3 separate regions of the Sus scrofa genome follow, and regions 1 and 3 are each linked to region 2. A link is a contact called in public Hi-C and HiChIP or PLAC-seq data. All regions are on one chromosome and are shown on one strand. The core of a region is the stretch at or near the end of the contact, and the rest is flanking DNA. Distances in the headings are between cores, read along the strand shown. Region 1 overlaps ATP23 (mitochondrial inner membrane protease ATP23 homolog). Region 2 holds the start of CDK4 (cyclin dependent kinase 4). Region 3 holds the start of PIP4K2C (phosphatidylinositol 5-phosphate 4-kinase type-2 gamma).

Evidence for each region. A called contact is a pair of places that touch in the nucleus more often than the background predicts. HiChIP or PLAC-seq counts read pairs in DNA pulled down with a chosen protein or histone mark.
Region 1: a Hi-C map of liver shows a contact between it and region 2, with 3 times the contacts expected there. The contact joins the enhancer-like site here to the promoter of CDK4 in region 2. A contact is called at or near these places in 1 of 5 promoter capture datasets (fetal skeletal muscle), 2 of 47 Hi-C or Micro-C datasets (embryonic fibroblasts and liver) and 1 of 2 datasets of contacts at active chromatin or transcription factors (alveolar macrophages).
Region 3: a contact with region 2 is called in an H3K27ac HiChIP or PLAC-seq map of alveolar macrophages. The contact joins the promoter of PIP4K2C here to the promoter of CDK4 in region 2. A contact is called at or near these places in 2 of 5 promoter capture datasets (fetal skeletal muscle and liver) and 2 of 2 datasets of contacts at active chromatin or transcription factors (alveolar macrophages and skeletal muscle).

What each region holds. Positions count from the first base shown.
Region 1 is chr5:23,183,275-23,185,974 of Sscrofa11.1, reverse strand. The region is part of intron 1 of ATP23 (mitochondrial inner membrane protease ATP23 homolog); the gene reads right to left. Among named protein-coding and RNA genes, the nearest start is that of ATP23, 7.8 kb to the right of the region's middle. Within about 2 kb of position 1,349, at least 64 of the 83 cell types and tissues checked have an H3K27ac peak or open chromatin away from gene starts, as enhancers often do. A contact at or near this core is called in fetal skeletal muscle and liver, where this site is marked.
Region 2 is chr5:23,040,692-23,043,391 of Sscrofa11.1, reverse strand. It overlaps CDK4 (cyclin dependent kinase 4), which reads left to right and starts at 1,433. Exons shown (of 8, transcript NM_001123097.1): 1 at 1,433-1,499; 2 at 1,945-2,181; 3 at 2,341-2,476; 4 at 2,594-2,700. The coding sequence starts at 1,964.
Region 3 is chr5:22,852,792-22,855,491 of Sscrofa11.1, reverse strand. It overlaps PIP4K2C (phosphatidylinositol 5-phosphate 4-kinase type-2 gamma), which reads right to left and starts at 1,350. Exons shown (of 11, transcript XM_021091878.1): 1 at 908-1,350. The coding sequence starts at 1,081.

The sequences.
Region 1 (2,700 bases), core at 100-2,599, 140 kb before region 2:
TCTGCCTGGTCCCTGCAAAAACCTCCAGCCACCTATATACACAACTGCCAGATACATCACTCCATGTACCTGCCCTGCACCTTCACTGGATGGCAGGCTGCCTTCATCAAATCAAACTGGCCCTCAGCCCTGCCCTCTCTCTAGACAGCCTGCATCTGGCCCCGTGGCTGCCAGTCTTCGCCTCATTCTCCATTTCTCAGTTCCTGTTTAGCAAAGAATTGCTGGCTGCACACACCCCTCCCCCTACCAAGCTCCTTTCCTCCGCTCTCCTCCCCACCTGTGGCTCCCAGGGCCCCCAGGAGGCTGTCCCCTCCTCCCTCCTGCCACCTCTCAGCCCAGGCCTGCCAGCCCTCCCTTCAAAGCCTGCAGGACTCATTACCCATACTGTTCATCAGGCAGTAATTATGTACTGCCTTGTAACTCTTCTGTTTAGCCTGGAACAGGCTTGAAACGCACTAGTGCTATTGTAATCTCTCCCAAGTCTGTATCTCATCACCCCAAACAGTATAAACCACTTGAAGGGGAAGATTGTCTATTGGGTCTTGATTTCTCCCTGCAGTGCCCAATACTTAGATAGTAGGAGCTTAAAACACGGATGTTGATTTCCTTTTTCTTCCCACGTATGTTGGCCTCAAATAACCAGAGCTGGTCAGGATAACAAGCATTAGCCTTGGAAGCCTGATTTTGGCCACTACAGATCTCCCACAGGACAACCTCATCCTGAGCCCTCAGATCAGGGTCCCCCGGAGGGCATCAGCCATTCTCTGGGGCACCCGGTCTCCAGAGAGGTCTGAGGGACACCGCCAACCCAGGTTGGCTCTGTCTGCTCATTTGGTGGTCATATTTCCAAGACCTTCCCTGGTCTCCGGCTAAAAGGAAACATCCTCGAGTATGGGGTGGAGTTGGGGGGCTCCCTAAACCCTAAGCCCTAACATTCTCACTGGTGAAGCCACCTGCAGCCAGCTGGAGGGCCGTCCGAAGCACCCCGGAGCACCCCTGCCCTTGGGAGAGAAAGAAGACACTGCACCTTTAAGTCTGCAGCCAGTTGAGAAAAACAAGCTGTGATTTATATAAGCGGGAAAATCATGTGATTTGCAGGAACGCTCCCTCCTCCCCCGGCCCCCTCCTCGCGTCGCCTCCAGCCCTTCCCAGAGGGGCCCCGGCAGCCGGGCTGGGCTGCAGGGGAGGGGGACCGGGGGTGCCCCGAGCCTCCCCTCCGCGAGCGCGGGAGCCTTGTGGGGCAGGAGCGCGGCGAACACCGAAAAGGCCTCGGTCCACGGTGCCTCATTCCTGCGGCGCCTCCCGGTGGCCCCAGACGCCAGCGGAGGGCGGCGTTCAGCCGCGGGGCGCGGTGGTTTGCTCCCCAGCGGTCTAGCGGTGGGTCACGTTCAAGAGCGCGGCCGGAGCATCCCCTCCCCTGCCGCCTGCCCCCTTCGGGCCAAAGGAGAAACTGAGGCTTTCCTCCAAGTCCTCCGCGGGGCGGGGAAGAAAAGCCAGGGGCCCCTCCAGACTGGCTCCTGTGTCCTGAACACCCAGCAGGAGGGAGAGCAATTTAAGAAATAATTTGGTCGGTAAAGGGCATGATGAAAATCAGCCATTTCTAGAGCTGAGAGGCGGTTGTGTTTAGCCCAGAGGACCTAGCTTTCAGGGAAAGAAAAAAAAAAAAAAGCGATGTCTGTCCTTTCCAGCCAGAGCCAAGGAAAATAAATACATGATTCGCAGGCCCTAAGAACCAGCACAGATCTTTTAAATATTAGAGGGTGGTGTAACTACAAGGAACCCACGCCTACTCGGAGTTAACTCTGACAACTTCTGAAGGAAAGGAAATGCTTAGGTTCTCCTGAGATGCAGAAACTGGGGAGTGGGCAAAGCCTGAAGAGATCTTCTCAACACCCCACTGTCTCTGGAGACATCCTATACCAAGCCCTTCCAGGAAGTGCTTGCAGGGGAGAGGATTAGCCATCACTTCTAAAACCAAGCCCAGGAGAAGCTGGGGGGGGGGGGACTTTCTCGGGGCGCAAAGCAAGGAGGGGAGGACAGATCTCCCTCAGTAGGTTGTGCTTTGCATAAAGCACAGTGATGGGCCCTGAAATTGTCCAAGGAAGGAAACCCACTGCTCCTCAGAGTAACCACTTCCAGGAGTTAAGTCTTGTCAAAAAGGTTTGAATTCCATTTGCTTTTCCTCCATTGGTCATCTGCTGGGGATGAGGCATAAGCCCAGCAGTGTCACAGGGAGGAAAAAAACATGATGCAATTAACGAAGTTGCTAATGCATCATCTTGCAGTGACCTTGGCCATCACCAGCACAGCTTGGTGAATTTCAGTCCACCCTCTGCATACTGGCAGAGCCAGCTGGACCCTGAGAGGTCATTCTGGCCCTCCTCCCACCTCCCTTCCCTCCCCAGATGGAGGGTCTTTATGCTGAGATGGTTTTCCCTGAACAGGGCCTCCATGCCCTCTGCCACATCAAGGGTAAGATCGTTCCTGAAGGAGAAAGCTCAGGTTAGGCAAATATTCTCCATCATTCTTTAAACCCTGAAGAAGAAAACTAGAGGTTAGCATAGGAATTCAAGAGAGTAGAACTCCATGCGTTCAGACAAATACCAGCTTCATTGTTATTCAGCAAGCGCCTTCTGTGTGCCTGGCCCTGAGCTGGGCAATGAGGGGACAGTGGGAACAGGATAGACAGCACCCCTGCCC
Region 2 (2,700 bases), core at 184-2,683:
CCTGCCTATTGCCTACCTAGATGTCTGTGAGTGGGGAACATTTGTTCTGTGGAGGGACAAAGGCTAAGGAAGCTTGCACTGGTGGAAGAGAAGGCCACTCAATGGCCCCATATAAAAAGTTAGAAGGTTTGGACAAGGGCATAGTCATTTTTATGCAATGTGGTGGTAACTTCCTTGCACACACTCATTCCTATATCCATCTGTATATGATGTATATAATAGCGTGCGCGCGCGCGTGCACACACACACACACACACACACCATCTTAGTGCAGAAAAGAAACTTTTTTTTTGGCCCCACCTGTGGCATATGGAAGTTCCCGGCCAGGAACTGAATCCGAGCTGCAGATGTATCAACGTGGGATCGCTAACCCCCTGCGCCTGGTAGGGTTGAACCTGTGCCACCACAGAGACAACTAACTCAACGGATCTCACCCCGCTGCACCACAGCAGGAACTCTGGAAAAGAACCTTAAAGGTCAAGTATTCCTGTTTCCAGCTCATTAATAACCTCTCTGCCAGGAGGTATCTAGATTCTGCTTTAACACTCCCAGGGAGAAATGGAAGTTCTGAAGAGGTGAAGGCACACTACCTTGCCACGCTTCCTGTTGGATTACTGTATTTATCTGCCTTCCATCAGTCCTTTAATGCTAGTTTTGCCCTAAAACGGGTATTGTGTCCTCTCTATTTTATATGATCACGCTGCCGGCTATATCTTTACATATAGCCTTTTCACTACCTTAAAGGGCTAGTGCCTGAGACACCAAAAAAACTCATGTAGCAAAAACCGTACATTTACACAGGAAGTAAGCGTTCGGTAAAAATTTGTTGAATGAGTGAATGAAACAAAGACACAAATGAGAATATGTTTTCCGATGGCGGTGGTACATAAAGGCGACAGCACCTCCTCACGTCCCCAGGCCCCCCACTCTGCATATAGAGTGACAGACGCATAGTGACACTGGAGTTGGCGCTCCGGCTCGGCCTGCAATGGGGAATTGGGATCTGGGTGGCCCAGGTTGCCATGGCACCGTATTGGACTCCACCTTCTCTAGGCTCCCGCCCCCCCCTCGCCAGAGTTACGGCAGCCAGTCACGTGCCCTACAGCGTAACCACACCTCTGCTCCTCCAAGCAGTCAAGCGGTCACGTGTGATAGCAACAGATCACGTGGCTGCCATCGCCCCTCCGCCCCTTTCCCTTCCCCGCCCCCTTCCCGGTCAAATAGGCTCCAAGCTGCCTTTCTGCGCACGCGTACTCTGGTCACGTGTTCCGAACGTCCGGCACATTCGCCCCGCCCTGCCAGTTTCCGCGCGCCTCTTTGGCAGCTGGTCACATGGTGAGGGTGGGGGCAAAGGGGGCCGCTCTAGCCTGCGGCCTATGTCTATGGTCGGGCCCGTAGAGTCCAGCTGCCCCAGACAGAGCTCGAGTGCATGGCGCTGCAAGAACCGGCTCCGGGGCCCCGATAACGGGCCGCCCCCGCAGCTCCTGACACGGGGCGAGGTAAGTGTAGCCCCCTTCCAGGAATAGGGACCATTCTAGTCCTCCCCGGCTTCCTACGCGGGCTGGTCTGGAAGGGTCGCTCGAGGGCGGGAAGTGGTGCAGGGTGTAGTATGTTCCTTTGTGGTCATAGGGAGGTGTAATTTAAAGGACTAGGTGAAGGGTCTTCAATGCAGGGGGTGTGTCGTGTGGGATTTCCCTTGTACAGGGCTTGATAGTCCCAAAGAAGAAGGAATTTTTTAATTCTAGGGCCTCACGTGGCTGGAGGGCTTTTGGTTAATCATTGTGTTACCTAGGGGGGTCGGCCTTATGGAAATTTGGGGAAGGGACGGGATGCTGCTCTTGTTGTCTTTGGGATATGTTTTGTGCGAGACACTTTGTTGCCGCAGGCTCATAACTATTTGAACTCTGGAAGGGAATTTGGTGGCAGGAGTCTCTGTGATTGTAGGGTCTCATCTGGTCTGAGAATGGCTACCTCCCGGTATGAACCAGTGGCGGAGATTGGTGTTGGTGCCTATGGGACCGTGTACAAAGCACGGGATCCCCACAGTGGCCACTTTGTGGCCCTCAAGAGCGTAAGAGTCCCCAATGGAGGAGGTGCTGGAGGGGGCCTGCCCATCAGCACGGTTCGTGAAGTGGCCTTACTGCGCCGGCTGGAGGCTTTCGAGCATCCCAATGTTGTCCGGTGAGAAGAAGGTGGAGGGTTGGGAGTGGGTAGTAAAAAGGAATAGACAACCTGTAGGTGGGGAGTGGTGGTTGAAAGAAGTGGGGACCCTGAAGGAATAGGGGAAGCCATGTTAGGTCAAAGATGATTGATCACTGAGTGACCTTTTGTTCTGGCCAGGCTGATGGATGTCTGTGCCACTGCCCGAACTGATCGAGAGACCAAAGTGACCCTGGTGTTTGAGCATGTGGACCAAGATCTAAGGACATATCTGGACAAGGCACCCCCACCAGGCTTGCCGGTGGAGACCATCAAGGTGAGTAGGATGGACATATACTGAGAAGTAAACTGGGATCTTTGTAGTAGCATCTGTTGTGGCTTCCAGTATGATGCCTAGTTTCCAGTTTCTCTGTACCTCCCCCTTCTAAACCAGGATCTGATGCGTCAGTTTCTAAGAGGCCTAGATTTCCTTCATGCCAACTGCATCGTTCATCGAGACCTGAAGCCAGAGAACATTCTGGTTACAAGTGGTGGGACAGT
Region 3 (2,700 bases), core at 101-2,600, 190 kb after region 2:
GGGGCAGTAGCTGTGCTTGCCTCACCTGAGGTATAGTCAGGAAAGAAGATGCACTGGCCTCTTGGGCCTCCTCCTGATTCCCAGGCCATACCATCTACAGCAGTTTCCTGCTTCTAAAGTTTTACCACCATAGTATCCCCAGGACCAGAGCTCCTGAGCCATCTCTTTGGTCAAAGATGACCCCCACTTACACCAAATACCATTACTCCAGCCCGCAATGGATTGCCTTTAAGACCAAAGCCTTAAAAGCAAATATATATTAAGTCCCCAGTCAATGCCACCCCTGGGTTCAGGGCAGTAGCTTTTCTGAAATGCCTGTACCTCTGTAAGGGAAGGTATGGGACATGCAGGATTAGAACGTCCAGGAAGCCTGGGGCTTCTCCTCAAAGCCAAAGTTCCAAAGTCCAGGACAGCGACCCAGAAAGCAAGGTGCAAAGGAGAGTGACGACCAGCTCCCTCACGACCAGCTCCCCTCCCCGCTCCCCTTCTATATTCACACTCTCACCGGCGTCCTCACCACCACCAACCCAGAAGAGCTACTCCCCCTAAAGTCCTTCCGGATGCAGCCGGGTCCAGGCCGGTCGCCCTGACCTGGGGCTGAGGCTGTAACTGGCAGGAAAAAGGCAGGGAGCTGGATTTCAGGTGGGGAAGATAGAACCTCAACGGAGGAGTAAAGGGCGCAGGGAGAGACAAAAGTCTACGTTCAGGAAAAGAAAAAAAAAAAGTCTAGAGCGAAATGGTACGCTGGGAGAACACCTCAGGGTAGGTGGGCAAGGACCAGAACAGCCCGAGGAAAACGTGCAGCGCGAGGGGCTCCGGAGGCGGGAGCCAGGAAACAGGTACGCCCGGAGGAGCAGGAGCTAAGGGGTTCGGACTGGGCAGCGGTGGGGCCAGGGCCGAGTCTCACCGAGTGGGCTACACCCCACAGGAACACGCCCACCAGCGGGTCGGCCGCCCGGAACACCTTCACCTTCTGCTGCACGAAATGTTTCTTCTTGGTTTTGGAGGCGAAGCCAAAGCCCGTGCCGGGGGCCGCTGTCGCCGCCGGTATAGTGGCCGGCGGGACTGAAGAGGACGCCATAGTCTCCGGCGCACTCTACCGAGTGAAAGCCGGAGCCGGTCGCGATGCGAGCGCCCGACCCCGGAAGCGGCGCTCACCTGCGCCTCTGTCATGTGACCGGAGGCTGGCCCGCAGGCGCGCGAGCCGGGCGGGGCGGGCCGACTCCGCCCTCCTGGCGCCCGCCCGCCTGCGCAGAAGGTGGGCTCACCTGGCGCCGGGGAAGGCGCGCGGAAACCTGGTACCCTGATCGCTGTTAGCAGTGCGGAGGCCCAGGCCGGTCACCCAGGCGATGGGGATGCCGTCTGGGCCAGCCTGATTAACCGCCCAGTCGAGGGCTTCTTTGCTGCAAAGTCGCCGCCTTCCGGTTTTGCCCAGTTTCTGGGAATAACCTACCGCCTGAGGCTAACCCGAAAGGATTACTTTACGAAGAGAATCCCCTAAGTGGTTTTTGTGCTTTTAGAAGGACCACTCAAGCATCGCTCTGGAGGGTGACCAGAGTATTGCAACAGTGTAGGCACCAGATGAGGAACTAAAACAGTGGCTATTGGGATGCAAACTATTGCCTTTGCAATGGATAAGCAATGAGATCTTGCTATATAGCACTGGGAACTATATCTAGTCATTTATGATGGAGCATGATGGAGGAAAATGTGAGAAAACGAATGTATATATGTATGTGTAACTGGGTCACTTTGCTGTACAGTAGAAAATTGACACAACACTGTGATCCAACTATAATGGAAAAAATAAAAATCATTAAATAAATAAAACAAACAATGGCTATTGGGTTGGGAAAAAGGGGATGGCATATAAAGGTATATAGTTTGATGTCAATTTGGAAAATTCCTAGTGGATTGGGATTTGCAGGAAAGGGAGATGTTGAGAAGAAATCTGACTTTTGGCAAAGGCGAAGAATGATGGCAGTGAAGAAAAGGAGCAGTTTTAGTGAAAACATTAGTTCAATTTGGAATGTGTTTGAGGTGCCTGAGGGCAGCTGGACATATGGGCCTAGTGTTCAGCAGAATGGTCTAGGCTGGAGATACAGACTTAATTATTGTCCACGAATCTGTGTGGATGACAACTCCCAAGGGAGAGCAAGGAGAGACCAAGAGCTGAACCCTGGTATAAACCAGGGAGAAGACTGCAAAGGGGTGGCCAGAGAAGTAAAAGGGCCAGGAGAGCAGGGTCACAAAAGCTAAGGAAGTTGAGTTTCAAGAGAGGAAGGAATGGAGAGCAGTGTCAGATGTCATGGAGAGGTGAGGCAAGACGAGGATGGAGAACTGCCCAGTGTCTTTGGCAACTAGTGACCTTTGGAACACATTTTCAGTAGAGCCAGAGCCAGATCAAGGCGGGCTGAGGGATGAATGGGAGATAAAGAAGTGGGGAGGAGGCGCTTGGGACTTTTTTAGGAAGTTGGGTTGTGAGAAAACAAGGTGGGTAGTGAGTGGCTTATAGAGAAACATGCTGTAAAACACACTTTTAAGGGAGACCTTACCAAGGGGTAGGGAGAAATCGTTGATACAGAAGTTAACAAAGAAGATGCAAACTGCCCAAGTCGGCATCACTTTTAGTTGTTTTATATATTGGTGAATATATATGTGTAAGTATCTCAAAAATGAAGGATCTAGAAGGGACTTGAT